2 separate regions of the Mus musculus genome follow, and region 1 is linked to region 2. A link is a contact called in public Hi-C data. All regions are on one chromosome and are shown on one strand. Each heading gives the region's core, a stretch centred on a gene start, on an enhancer-like site or on the middle of the called end of the contact. The rest is flanking DNA. Distances are from core to core; before and after follow the strand shown. Region 1 overlaps Gm30305 (a long non-coding RNA gene). Region 2 overlaps Hs3st3a1 (heparan sulfate (glucosamine) 3-O-sulfotransferase 3A1).

Region 1 (5,769 bases), core at 385-2,884, 200 kb before region 2:
TTCCATAATTCTCCGCTTGAGACAGTAGCCCCAGCCTTATGAATTCAAAAGGGAAGAGCTGTGTTTTTGGCACAAATTGGTCGAGTTTCAAGATTTCTGTGATAGACCCCTGCACAATCATAATGTTGGGCTGAAAGAAATGTGTTTCCAATAAGCAGTATTTACTGGGGTTTAACAGTGTTGTAATGGTTACCTGTCTATTAGATGGTAGTCAAAGCTAAGGAAATGTGTTTTTAATAACCAATTGGCATTTCAAATACAGAAGATAACTGCCATGTGAAATCTGAGCCTGGATCCAACCCACACTTCAAACTTGTTCTTGAGAGTTCATTCACGAGGCTGAGACATAGGTGATCGGGCACTGTGCAAAGGATATCAAAAGGCTTAGAGTTTTGATTCCTCCCTCATGTACGTTCTCAAATTTTCTCTTTTCCTTCTCCCTTTTCCCTCGTTCCTGCCTAGTAGTTATTTTAATACTCCTTTTGTAATATCTCATTGGATTCAATTCTCTCCATGTGAAAAAAATCAGAATTATCCTTAGCTCTTTTAACTCCTTTCTACAGAAGTAGGTGGGGAGAAGTGGTGGGGTTTCTTTAGAGCCAGTGCTTTCTATTGCTTTGCAACAATAGTTTCAGCCACTTGCTCCCTAAACCATCTTAAAAGCAGCCATTCTCCAAAGGTGCCCCAGGCATTCCTCACTGTCTCTTGCATACGTGCATTTTATCTAATCTTCATAAAACACTCGCTCGGTGCCCGTGCCACAAAAATCAAATGCTCAAGCCTTGTGCCAATGCTTTCTAGGAATTATAGGTCAGAGAGGAATGAGGTTCAGCTAAATCATAATGACAGTGGACAAACACCGTTCCCAGGGGTCTGCAAGAAGCTGTTGCCCAACACAGAGCCAGCTGGTGGGGACTACAGGAAGCCCCAAAAAGGCTGCTGTGTCAGAACTGTCGCCTAGTGTTAACAGCACTGAGGACGCTCTTCTCTTGTGTGCCTCTTAGCTCATAAGACACATGACCTGACCATTGCCATCCTCAGTCTTTTCACCATACATGCATTATCCATCTGCCTAGAACGTCCTTTCCTTTCCCTTCTCAATGGCTATGTCCTGCTCATACGATGTAGTTCAGCTCCCATCAAAAGGAGTCACATAAACATCTTCTCATTCATTTTTATGCCCTCCCAGGATCATACGGTGCCCAGACCTTCTCATTCTCTTGAATAGTTTCTAGTGTTCCTTAAGCACCAGGGGCACTCTAGAATGACCCTGCGAATATAATGGTTCCTGTCTGACTTGCCCTAAGAGGAGTGCCTCCCCATGAAGGTTGGAGTTCTCACAGGGATCTCAGAATATCGCAAGAGCAGGAAGGAGTGTCCAGAACACCTCTGGAGCTCAGCTTAGAAAAGAATTTAAATCGAACTTTGGCAATGATATGCAGCACCCTCAGTCATATGGTCTAATGTGGTATTTGGCATGCAATTAACTACAGCCTTGCCAGCCCTGCAGCAAGGCAGATAATGGGGAGAAGCCTGAGGCAGGAGGAATGCTGCTGTTGCTAATGTTGCTTCAAAGCCTCTTAGGAAAGAGCTCATTATGAGCATGCTCCTAACTCCCTGCCTCTGCCAAGTGTCAAACTTCATTAAGGGGGTGGAGGAAGATCAGTTGCAGAGCAGTGCTAGTCTGGGCCAAGCCTGTGCATATGTGTGTGGGGTGCTCCCCATGCGCCCCCCCCCCCCGAGGGGGGGCTGACCAGGACACAGTTAGCAATTCCTCAACTGCAGTTGAACTTGACAGGCTGTGAGCTTCTTGCCCAATTGATCCATGCAACACGTGCACATTTTGAAAAGTGGAGATGTGTTGAGAGGTGGTTCAGTACTTCATTGAAATTTCTGATTGAATTGCTTACCATAGTGCCCTCTCCTCCTGGGCAATTCCCATGGCCTCATGGCAGTACTCTTGCTTGCTTTAAAATTCTTGTTTGTTGGAAGCAGTTTCTTCTGTTAGCAATGATGGTGATGATCTTGCACATTAGAACACCTTTGAAGAAAGAGTATTCAGCTTTCTGATTTTTTTGTTTTGTTTTGTTTTTCTTTTTTGTTTTGTTTTTCTTTTTGTTTGTTTCTTTTGAGTTTTTTTTTTAAATTGTTTTTGGGATTCTTTTTGAACACTCATGTTAAATGACTGAGTTTCAGGCCTATTAAAAAATCATGAAATTAGACACTATCATGCCACTTATTATACTAAAAGAAACAGATTCAGGAAGAACAAAGTGTTCCTGAGGGTCCCTCAGGTGGGGACCCCAATAGATTTCTCACCTCAACCATTGCACCTCACAGTATAGATCCTGGTAATGTCTGAGGAATGGTCTAGACACAGAGAAATATATGAGTCAAATACTCTTTTTTTTCTCTTTTTTTTAATTAGGTATTTTCCTCGTTTACATTTCCAATGCTATCCCAAAAGTCCCCCATACTCACCCCCCCAATCCCCTACCCACCCACTCCCCGTTTTGGCCCTGGCATTCCCCTGTACTGGGGCATATAAAGTTTGCAAGTCTAAAGGGCCTCTCTTTCCAGTGATGGCTGACTAGGCCATCTTTTGATACATATGCAGCTAGAGACAAGAGCTCCGGGGTACTGGTTAGTTCATATTGTTGTTCCACCTATAGGGTTGCAGTTCCCTTTAGCTCTTTGGGTACTTTCTCTAGCTCCTCCATTGGGGACCATGTGACCCATCCAATAGCTGACTGTGAGCATCTACTTCTGTGTTTGCTAGGCCCTGGCATAGTCTCACAAGAGACAGCTATATCTGGGTCCTTTCAGCAAAATCTTTCTAGTGTATGCAATGGTGTCAGCATTTGGAAGCTGATTATGGGATGGATCCCTGGATATGGCAATCACTAGATGGTCCATCTTTTCGTCACAGCTCCAAATTTTGTCTCTGTAACTCCTTCCATGGGTGTTTTGTTCCCATTTCTAAGAAGGGGCAAAGTGTCCACACTTTGGTCTTCATTCTTCTTGAGTTTCATGCGTTTAGCAAATTGTATCTTATATCTTGGGTATCCTAAGTTTCTGGGCTAATATCCACTTATCAGTGAGTACATATTGTTCGAGTTCCTTTGTGATTGGGTTACCTCACTCAGGATGATGCCCTCCAGGTCCATCCATTTGCCTAGGAATTTCATAAATTCATTCTTTTTAATAGCTGTGTAGTACTCCATTGTGTAAATGTACCACATTTTCTGTATCCATTCCTCTGTTGAGGGGCAATAGCCAAATACTCTTTTTAAAATCTAAAATTTTAACATAGTCACGGACAAGAGCATAGATTAGAATATGACATACCAGCAAGCAACACAACCTGCTGAACATGGCTTCCAGGATGGGCTATATACATCTCTTGAAAGATATCTCTAAGGGTGGATTCTTTACAGTTACACACTCAAGCTTCTCATTGGTTTAAAATGACCATGTTTTTGTAATTTGACATAATATATAGTTTTATAGATTTTGTGTTTCGTACTAAAGTTTATTGCTTGATTCTTAAGATCTTATGCCTAAGAAGGGGCAAAGTGTCCACACTTTGATCTTCGTTCTTCTTGAGTTTCATGGGTTTTGCAAATTGTATCTTATATCTTGGGTATTATAAGTTTGTGGGCTAATATCCACTTATTAGTGATAACTCAGTACATATCATGTGAGTTCTTTTGTGATTGGGTTACCTCACTCAGGATGATGCTCTCCAGGTCCATCCATTTGCCTAGGAATTTCGTAAATTCATTCTTTTTAATAGCTGAGTAGTACTCCATTGTGTAAATGTACCACATTTTCTGTATCCATTCCTCTGTTGAGGGGCATCTGGGTATTTTCCAGCTTCTGGCTATTATAAATAAGGCTGCTATGAACATAGTGGAGCATGTGTCCTTCTTACCGGTTGGAACATCTTCTGGATATATGCCCAGGAGAGGTATTGCGAGATCCTCCGGTAGTACTATGTCCAATTTTTTGAGGAACCGCCAGACTGATTTCCAGAGTGGTTGTACAAGCTTGCAATCCCACCAGCAATGGAGGAGTGTTCCTCTTTCTCCACATCCTCGCCAGCATCTGCTGTCACCTGAATTTTTGATCTTAGCCATTCTGGCTGGTGTGAGATGGAATCTCAGGGTTGTTTTGATTTGCATTTCTCTGATGATTAAGGATATTGAACATTTTTTCAGGTGTTTCTCAGCCTTTCGGTATTCCTCGGGTGAGAATTCTTTGTTCAGCTCTGAGACCCATCTTTTAAGGGGGTTATTTGATTTTCTGGAGTCCACCCTCTTGAGTTCTTTATATATATTGGATATTAGTCCCCTATCTGATTTAAGATAGGTAAAGATCCTTTCCCAATCTGTTTGTGGCCTTTTTGTCTTATTGACGGTGTCTTCTGCCTTACAGAAGCTTTGCAATTTTATAAGGTCCCATTTCTCGATACTCAATCTTACAGCACAAGCCATTGCTGTTCTATTCAGGAATTTTTCCCCTGTGCCCATATCTTCGAGGCTTTTCCCCACTTTCTCCTCTATAACTTTCACTGTCTCTGATTTTATGTGGAGTTCCTTGATCCACTTAGATTTGACCTTAGTACAAGGAGATAAGAATGGATCATTTTGCATTCTTCTACATGATAACCACCAGTTGTGCCAGCACCATTTGTTGAAAATGCTGTCTTTTTTCCACTGGATGGTTTTAGCTCCCTTGTCAAAGATCAAGTGACCATAGGTGTGTGGGTTTATTTCTGGGTCTTCAATTCTATTCTATTGGTCTACTTGTCTGTCACTATTGGACATTTTGCCCCTTCTTAGAATCAGGAACAAAACACCCATGGAAGGAGTTACAGTGACAAAGTTTGGAGCTGAGATTAAAGGATGGACCATCTAGTGATTGCCATACCAGGGCATACATCCCATAATCAGCCTCCAAATGCTGACACTATTGCATACACTAGCAAAATTTTAATGAAAGGACCCTGATATAGCTGCCTCTTGTGAGGCTATGCCAGGGCCTAGCAAACACAGAAGTGGATGCTCACAGTCAGCCATTGGATGAATCACAGGGCCCCCAGTGGAGGAGCTAGAGAAAGGACCCAAGGAGCTAAAGGTATCTGCAACCCTATAGGTGGAACAACAATATGAACTAACTAGTACCCCCCAGAGCTTGTGTCTCTAGCTGCATATGTATCAGAAGATGGTCTAGTCAGCCATCAGTGGAAAGAGAGGCCCTTTGGTCTTGCAAACTTTATATGCCTCAATTCAGGGGAACACCAAGGCCCAGAAATGGGAGTGGGTAGGTAGGAGGGGGGGAGGGTATGGGGGACTTTTGGGATAGCATTGGAAATGTAAATAAAGAAAATAACTAATTAAAATTTTAAAAATTTCTCTAAAAAAAAGATTTTATGACTAGCAATCCTATCCTACCAGATTTACAAATACACATAAAGTAACTTAACCTAAACTATACTCATTTAAAATTCATGACCATTCAAACATAGATATTTTCCTCTTGTTTGGTTCATATGGAAAGTAAGTAACTGGGAAGCACAAACGTTACATGTACTGAGGAAAGTATATGTTTCAATCATTTGACAATGGACCTAATATGATATGATTTCATGAATTTATTTAATTAAGGAAACCCTCTCAGGGTTCTTATGAACCAACAATTATTAGCTTAACCTCTGAGTGCAGTATAGTCTTAAGAGTCATAGTGGAAGTTCATTAATAAATTATT
Region 2 (6,194 bases), core at 2,557-5,056:
AAAGTTTCAGCAGGGTTATAAAATTAAAGAAAACTCACAGAACTCAGGATAGTCACACTGCAGCAACGCAGGCAATCACCACAGACCCCTCTGAACAGGAGAAGTCTCCCTGAAAGAGCAGGTCACAGCATAGAGAGCAAGGCAGGAAAACTAAATCCCCAAAGAGAAGTCGTAGCTCATCCAAAAAGGAAACAAACACAAGGAGCCTCCAGACAGGAGCACTCCTGGAAGATGCCTCAGGCAGAAGGCAGCTGTGAATGGAGGTCCTGGACCGTCACGTCACCCGGGGTTCCTTCTCCTGTAAGTGAATGTGCCCCTTCTCCCGTGTGAGAATGTGCCGAGAGCTTCCGGGCAGCTCGGAACCACTTAATTAGAATGGGTTTTTCATTAGCTGGATCGCCCCTTGTGTGAGGCAAATCTTGTACTCTTCCTTCGGAGTGAATCAGAAGCCAGAATATACCCTTGAGCAGCGGTCACCAGATAAAGCCCCACAACAGCCCGAGAAAGAGTGGCCTTAAGAGTGAGGGGAGCGGTAGAAGCCGAAATTAGAAGAGGAAATGTAGTAGACAGAACCCGAGGAGAGGCCTCCGTGAAGCTGCCCAAGCCTTCACAGAAACAAACATGCTTCTTCCAGAAGCAGAGATGAGTCGGGCTGAGCAAAAGTGGGCGGGAAGGCAGGAGTTTGCAAATGGTATGGAAACAGGTGCCATCAGGAACAAAAACTGAAACAGAAAAGTTAAAACAAAACAAAACACCTAAATGTTAAATATCACAGAGGAAGCTTGGAGGACAAAATGCAGGAAGTAAGGGGCAGACGGGCTGGGGGGGGGGGGGGATGCTGCAGGCAGCCCCATGAGGCAGGTAGCTACGTTAAGATCTCAAGACCTAGGCTCATAGTCTGAAAACATCCACCAAGACCAGAGTTCTTGACCAGAGTTCTTGAGACAGGACAAAGGGACAAGCACATAGTCAACATTTGGTGTTTTAGAAGAGAGACTCCTTGTAAGAAAGAAAGAAAGAAAGAGAGAGAGAGAGAGGGAGAGAGAGAGAGAGAGAGAGAGAGAGAGAGAGAGAGAGAGAGAGAAGAGAAGAGAAGAGAAGAGAAGAGAAGAGAAGAGAAGAGAAGAGAAGAGAAGAGAAGAGAAGAGAAGAGAAGAGAAGAGAAGAGAAGAGAAGAGAAGAGAAGAGAAGGGCTGAGGTCTTCACACCAGGAAATAAGTTTGGGTGTAAGGGAAAATGTATACTCACAAATGGTATGTTCTATGGAAATTTTATTTGTTAAAAAACTTTTGGAAAAACAATCGGACCTGCAAATCTTAATTAAATGCTAAAAGTATGCCTTGTTGTTTAAACTACAAAGAATACAAACAGAAATCAAAATTAAAGCTTCAAATACAGAATTTAAAAACCAAAAGCCAATAGATAATAAAACTCCAAGTATGGAAATGAATGGCTGACAGTTCTAAGCAGAGTCACAGCAAAGGTCATGGCAAGCAGCTTCCCTGTGACAGACCAGTTTATTCCTTTAAACACTGTATCTGCAGCTTCCTGAAGACGATACATTCCACCTCCAGTAGTGAGAAGTTGTCTATAAAGTTCATATATTTCATGCATTCTTTTAAGAACTGGAGAATGCAGAGATCTGAAAATAAAAGAATTGACCACTCAAAACCTAAATATATGTCTAAATAACTACCATGAAAACGCTTAGAAAATGTCAATGTCAAAAAATAGCCCTTGGAAAAAAAAGGATGTATTGTTGAAAAGTTAATAATAAAGTGCCCATTGATATAATACAGTGGTTCAAACCAGACTTGGTGAGGTAGTTTGAATGATCCCCATAGGCTCAGAGTGACTGCCACAACTAGGAGGCATGGCCTTGTTGGAGTGGGTGTGGTTTTGTTGGAGTGGGTGTGGCATTAGTGAAGTGGGTGTGGCCTTGTAGGAGTGGGTGCAGCTTTGTTGGAAGAAGTGTTTCACTGAGTTGGGCTTTGAGATTTCAGATGCTTGAGATAGGCCCATGGTCTATCTGTCTCTGTCTCTGTTTCTGTCTCTGTCTCTGTCTCTGTCTCTCTGTCTTTCTCATATATATATATCCTGCCTGCCAATCCAGATGTGGAATTCTTGGCTTCTTCTCCAGCATCATATCTGCCTATGTTGCCAAGCTTCCCACTGTGATGCTAATAGGACTAAAACTATGAACCTGTAAGCTAGCTCCAATGTTTTTCTTTATAAGAGTTGCCATGGTCTTTCTTCACAGCAATAGAAACCCTAAGTAACCTGATACATAATACTAGACACATAATAATAATAATAATAATAATAATAATAATAATAATAATAGTAATAATGGTCTAGGCCCAGATCCAACTGTAGATCTCAGGGACTGTTTGAACATAGTGTTACAAGGCCTCTTGTAGTCACATTACTCTTTCTGTATGAGGGCTCATAGTGGCACTTATCATATGGTGTAATGATAGCAACTACATAAGTCAATGAACAAAAATCACTGATTTATTTTACAAACTCCAGTTCTAGTAGAGTAAAATGCATACAGAACTTTGAAGTGCCTAATGTCCAGGGCCCGTGAGCATGAGACCCACAGTGGGAGACCAGAGAGGAAGTGTCCTACTTCCAAGCTGCTCAGCGCACATCGCAGGCAAAAGGCCCCAATTCTTCCAAGCACCACAGAATCACCTCTCGAGCTTCTAAATCTGCACTAGGGCCCACCTAGAGATGGATAAGATACACGTCTCTCGGGAGGAAACTGAGCCCACAGTGTTTTTAAGCTTCCAGGTGATTCCAATAAATAACCAGCTCGGGGGGGGGGGGGGGGGGCACTGTTCGAGGACAGGGGATGCTCACGCTGACTGTGGCTGTGGGCCTCTGCTGACCATCTCTAACTCTCTCATCTTGGGGAAGAATGCTAGACTCTTTTTTTTTTTTTTGTCTTGCCCTTTGCTACTTGATTTCCCTCTGAGGAAAATCCTTCTCTCTGCTAATCTTTCCTTCTGAGATGTAGCAAACCTGGACCATCCCTCAATGCTTTAGCTATAGGTCATCCGACATCCCACAAAGCTGGAAATACAAGGGAATTCCAGTGGGAGATTTTAGAGAGGGGGGGGTGGAGAGAGAGAGGAGGCAGGGGAGGTGGGTTGTGCATTTTACTGGTGCCAACATTCCAGATATGGGTGGGTTTTGGAGAGGATATATGCACAGCAGTATGGGTGGGTTTTGGAGAGGATATATGCTCAGCAGTATGGGTGGGTTTTGGAGAGGATATATGCACAGCAGTATGGGTGGGTTTTGAAGAGAATATATGCACAGCAGTATGGGTGGGTTTTGGAGAGGATATATGCACAGCAGTATGGGTGGGTTTTGGAGAGGATATATGCACAGCAGTATGGGTGGGTTTTGAAGAGAATATATGCACAGCAGTATGGGTGGGTTTTGGAGAGGATATATGCACAGCAGTACGAGGTTATGGTTTGTTTGGACTGGGTGGCACTGAAGGCAGATGTGCCTGTTAGGCCAAGGAGCTTGGCCCCTGACTGGAGACAGGGTCATGCAGCAAATGTCTTTTCCAGACAGCAAAGCTGCAAGCAAGGATCGATGTTCAGACCCTTTCAAATCCCTAAAACTGAAGAAATAACTGATTGGATTCCACCATTTCTTTCTCCCATCCCATCACAATTTCCACCCCATGTTTGCAGGAATGTTTGGGCAGTAACTTCAGCTCTGTCTCTAGTCAAAGGCAGCTTGGGCAGTCTGGGAGAGGGTTTTTAAGCTAATGACTCATGCCAAGAGATGAGTCAGACACAGACACAGCCATGGCCAGGACAAGCCAAGAAGGGCAGGGACAAACGTGTCCCCCGAAGACAGACACGCCAATCCATTCAGCAAACATTTCACATCCTGTCACCAACATGGCTGCCAGGGCACACAGGAGGGACAGAGAGTGGCGGGGATGTAATGCTAGCCAATTCCTGACACTGCAGCCCCCTCCCTTCTGGCTCTGATCACCATTACATCCTGGGTTTTGAATGACCCTATAAAAATGTCCAGAGTGAAAGACAGATTCAGAAACTGAGGAAACATTATCCTAATGGCGCTCCTTTAACATCCTCCACGCTCCGTCTTCGGCCCTCCCCCCAGGTCCTACCACCCCCAGCCCATCCCCAATCCCCAGGTCTGGCCAGGCAGAGGATTTATGAGCTGTAAGTTCTGTTTTTCTACATTGATGGAAATCACTGGCAAGCATTTCCACTGGGCAGAACCCCATCCAAAGAGTCAAATATCTAGGCACCCAGCTGAGCTCCAGAGGTCTGCATTTATGAAGCTGATCGATGTGCCCTGTGGCCATAAACCATCTTCTATTTACCTATGACAGCACAGTATTTGAGTTCATAAAAGGATGATTTTTTCCCCTAACTTCCTACGCCTGGAAGGCCCCAGCTTCTCTTTACTAGGGGCTCACATACCAGGTGCACACAGTGTTTAAATGAATAAAGCCAGTTGCAGGCTTCTCTCACTCTTGAGATGAAGGAATTTAAGGGGACCTAATGGGACCCTGATCAAGATGCCACAGATTCCCAGGGATGTCATACATAGTGGGAAAATATATGCCTACTGTCCTGCATAATACCGATGGCACCTGAAGCCCCTATTGGTTTCTTCATGGATTCACAGACACCTCCCTCCCTGTGAGACAGAAGGAAGTAAGTTTTCCCAACAGCACCAAATCCCCAGGATAGAGTGAACAACTGTCTTTCAGGTTGGCCTGGTGCCGAAGGACACTGAGGTTGGAGTCTAAGGGAAGTGGAGGGATTAGAGCAGGAACTGGAGCCTTCAATGGGAGGCTAGCTTTTTGCCCTTTCAGGAAGGGTAGTCGTGTGGGTTGGTACCGATTTTATCCCACAGAAACCATCGCACACTCACACAGGTCCTCATTATCTGGGATTAGGGGAGGCAGAGTTATTTCTCTTAGAAAAACTGGGGTTAGGAATACAGGTAAACTGAGAAAATGCGGCAGTATCCAGGCACTGTGCACCACTGTGCAGTGATGACACAAGCATACATCTAGATACAGTTCAAAGGAAGTCTGGCTGGTTCTTTCATTTTGACACTCATTGGTTCTAAGGATCACTAAATCGATAGAATCCAGAGGACAGAAAAACCCAGCAAAGCACTAAAACCTGCCCTAGGGTCACAGAGCCCCAGGATGGGACTGAAAGGCGTCCCCTCCTCCTTCCTACTACTGGATATGTGCCTTAAGGAACATGGCTGTTCTTTTTCTTATTTCTCCAGCTCCGTCTCTCTCTGTCTCTGTCACTCTATCTTTGTCTCTCTGTCTCTCTTTCACTGTCTCTCTCTTTCTTCCCTCCCTCTCTCCTCCCGCTCTAACTCTCCCACTATGTTACTGTGTTGACCTCCAGAGACCCTCCTGGCACAACCTCCTACACACTACATTTATAAGATATTATCAAGCAGCAGTAAGCACATAGCTTGAATATCACAGAACAGCACCTATGAGTATTGGTGCCAGGTACATCATTTTTACTATTGATTATGGCTCAATGCATGAACCAAATTACTGATGTGCAAGAAAGCACTTGGATGCATGCCTACACTGAAAATCTGAAGAGCTTTTCCTGAAGATGAGTCTGCATGACTTTGAACATCTTGTCTCCCTACGTTTCATTCATCCCCCCAGAGCAGCGCCTCATGCTGTGGCTAATGCCAACTTTAGATATGTAGCTCCGTTCCACCTCTTCACAGTTACATACACCCCACAAGCACCTTAAACTATGGGTCACAGCCTCATATGGGGTCTGGTAAATGATAATGGCGGTTCACAAAACGTTCATTAGAGCAATGTTTGACACACAGGGTCCAACATCGATTCACACGCAATGGATTCAAGCTGGTTGGGGGAGCACCGGCCTGTACTGAGCCACACAACCTCACTGAAGCTTTGGTTTGGATCACACAGCATGCTCACAAACTGTGCATGTCCCATACCATACTACACCAATGAACACTGCCTCAAACACCAGGGCTTAGATTCAAGGCTACTGTTCACTTTGAATTGTGGTGTTTTTGCTACACCAGAAAGTTTCTGATATTACAGAAACATAGCAAATTAATCATAGAAAGCAGGCATTTAATAGTTTCCTACCATTAAGCCTTAGCAT

The links. Hi-C and Micro-C count contacts between places; a contact is called where the count stands out from the background.
Region 1: a contact with region 2 is called in a Hi-C map of the N1E-115 cell line, with 1.7 times the contacts expected there. The contact joins two enhancer-like sites. A contact is called at or near these places in 1 of 484 Hi-C or Micro-C datasets (the N1E-115 cell line) and 1 of 9 other capture datasets (embryonic stem cells).

Annotation. Positions count from the first base shown.
Region 1 is chr11:64,667,921-64,673,689 of GRCm38.p6, reverse strand. All of the region lies in intron 3 of Gm30305 (a long non-coding RNA gene), which reads left to right. Among named protein-coding and RNA genes, the nearest start is that of Gm30305, 48 kb to the left of the region's middle. Within about 2 kb of position 1,634, at least 14 of the 459 cell types and tissues checked have an H3K27ac peak or open chromatin away from gene starts, as enhancers often do. A contact at or near this core is called in the N1E-115 cell line, where this site is marked.
Region 2 is chr11:64,466,608-64,472,801 of GRCm38.p6, reverse strand. The region is part of intron 1 of Hs3st3a1 (heparan sulfate (glucosamine) 3-O-sulfotransferase 3A1); the gene reads right to left. Among named protein-coding and RNA genes, the nearest start is that of F930015N05Rik, 33 kb to the right of the region's middle. Within about 2 kb of position 3,806, at least 33 of the 459 cell types and tissues checked have an H3K27ac peak or open chromatin away from gene starts, as enhancers often do. A contact at or near this core is called in the N1E-115 cell line, where this site is marked.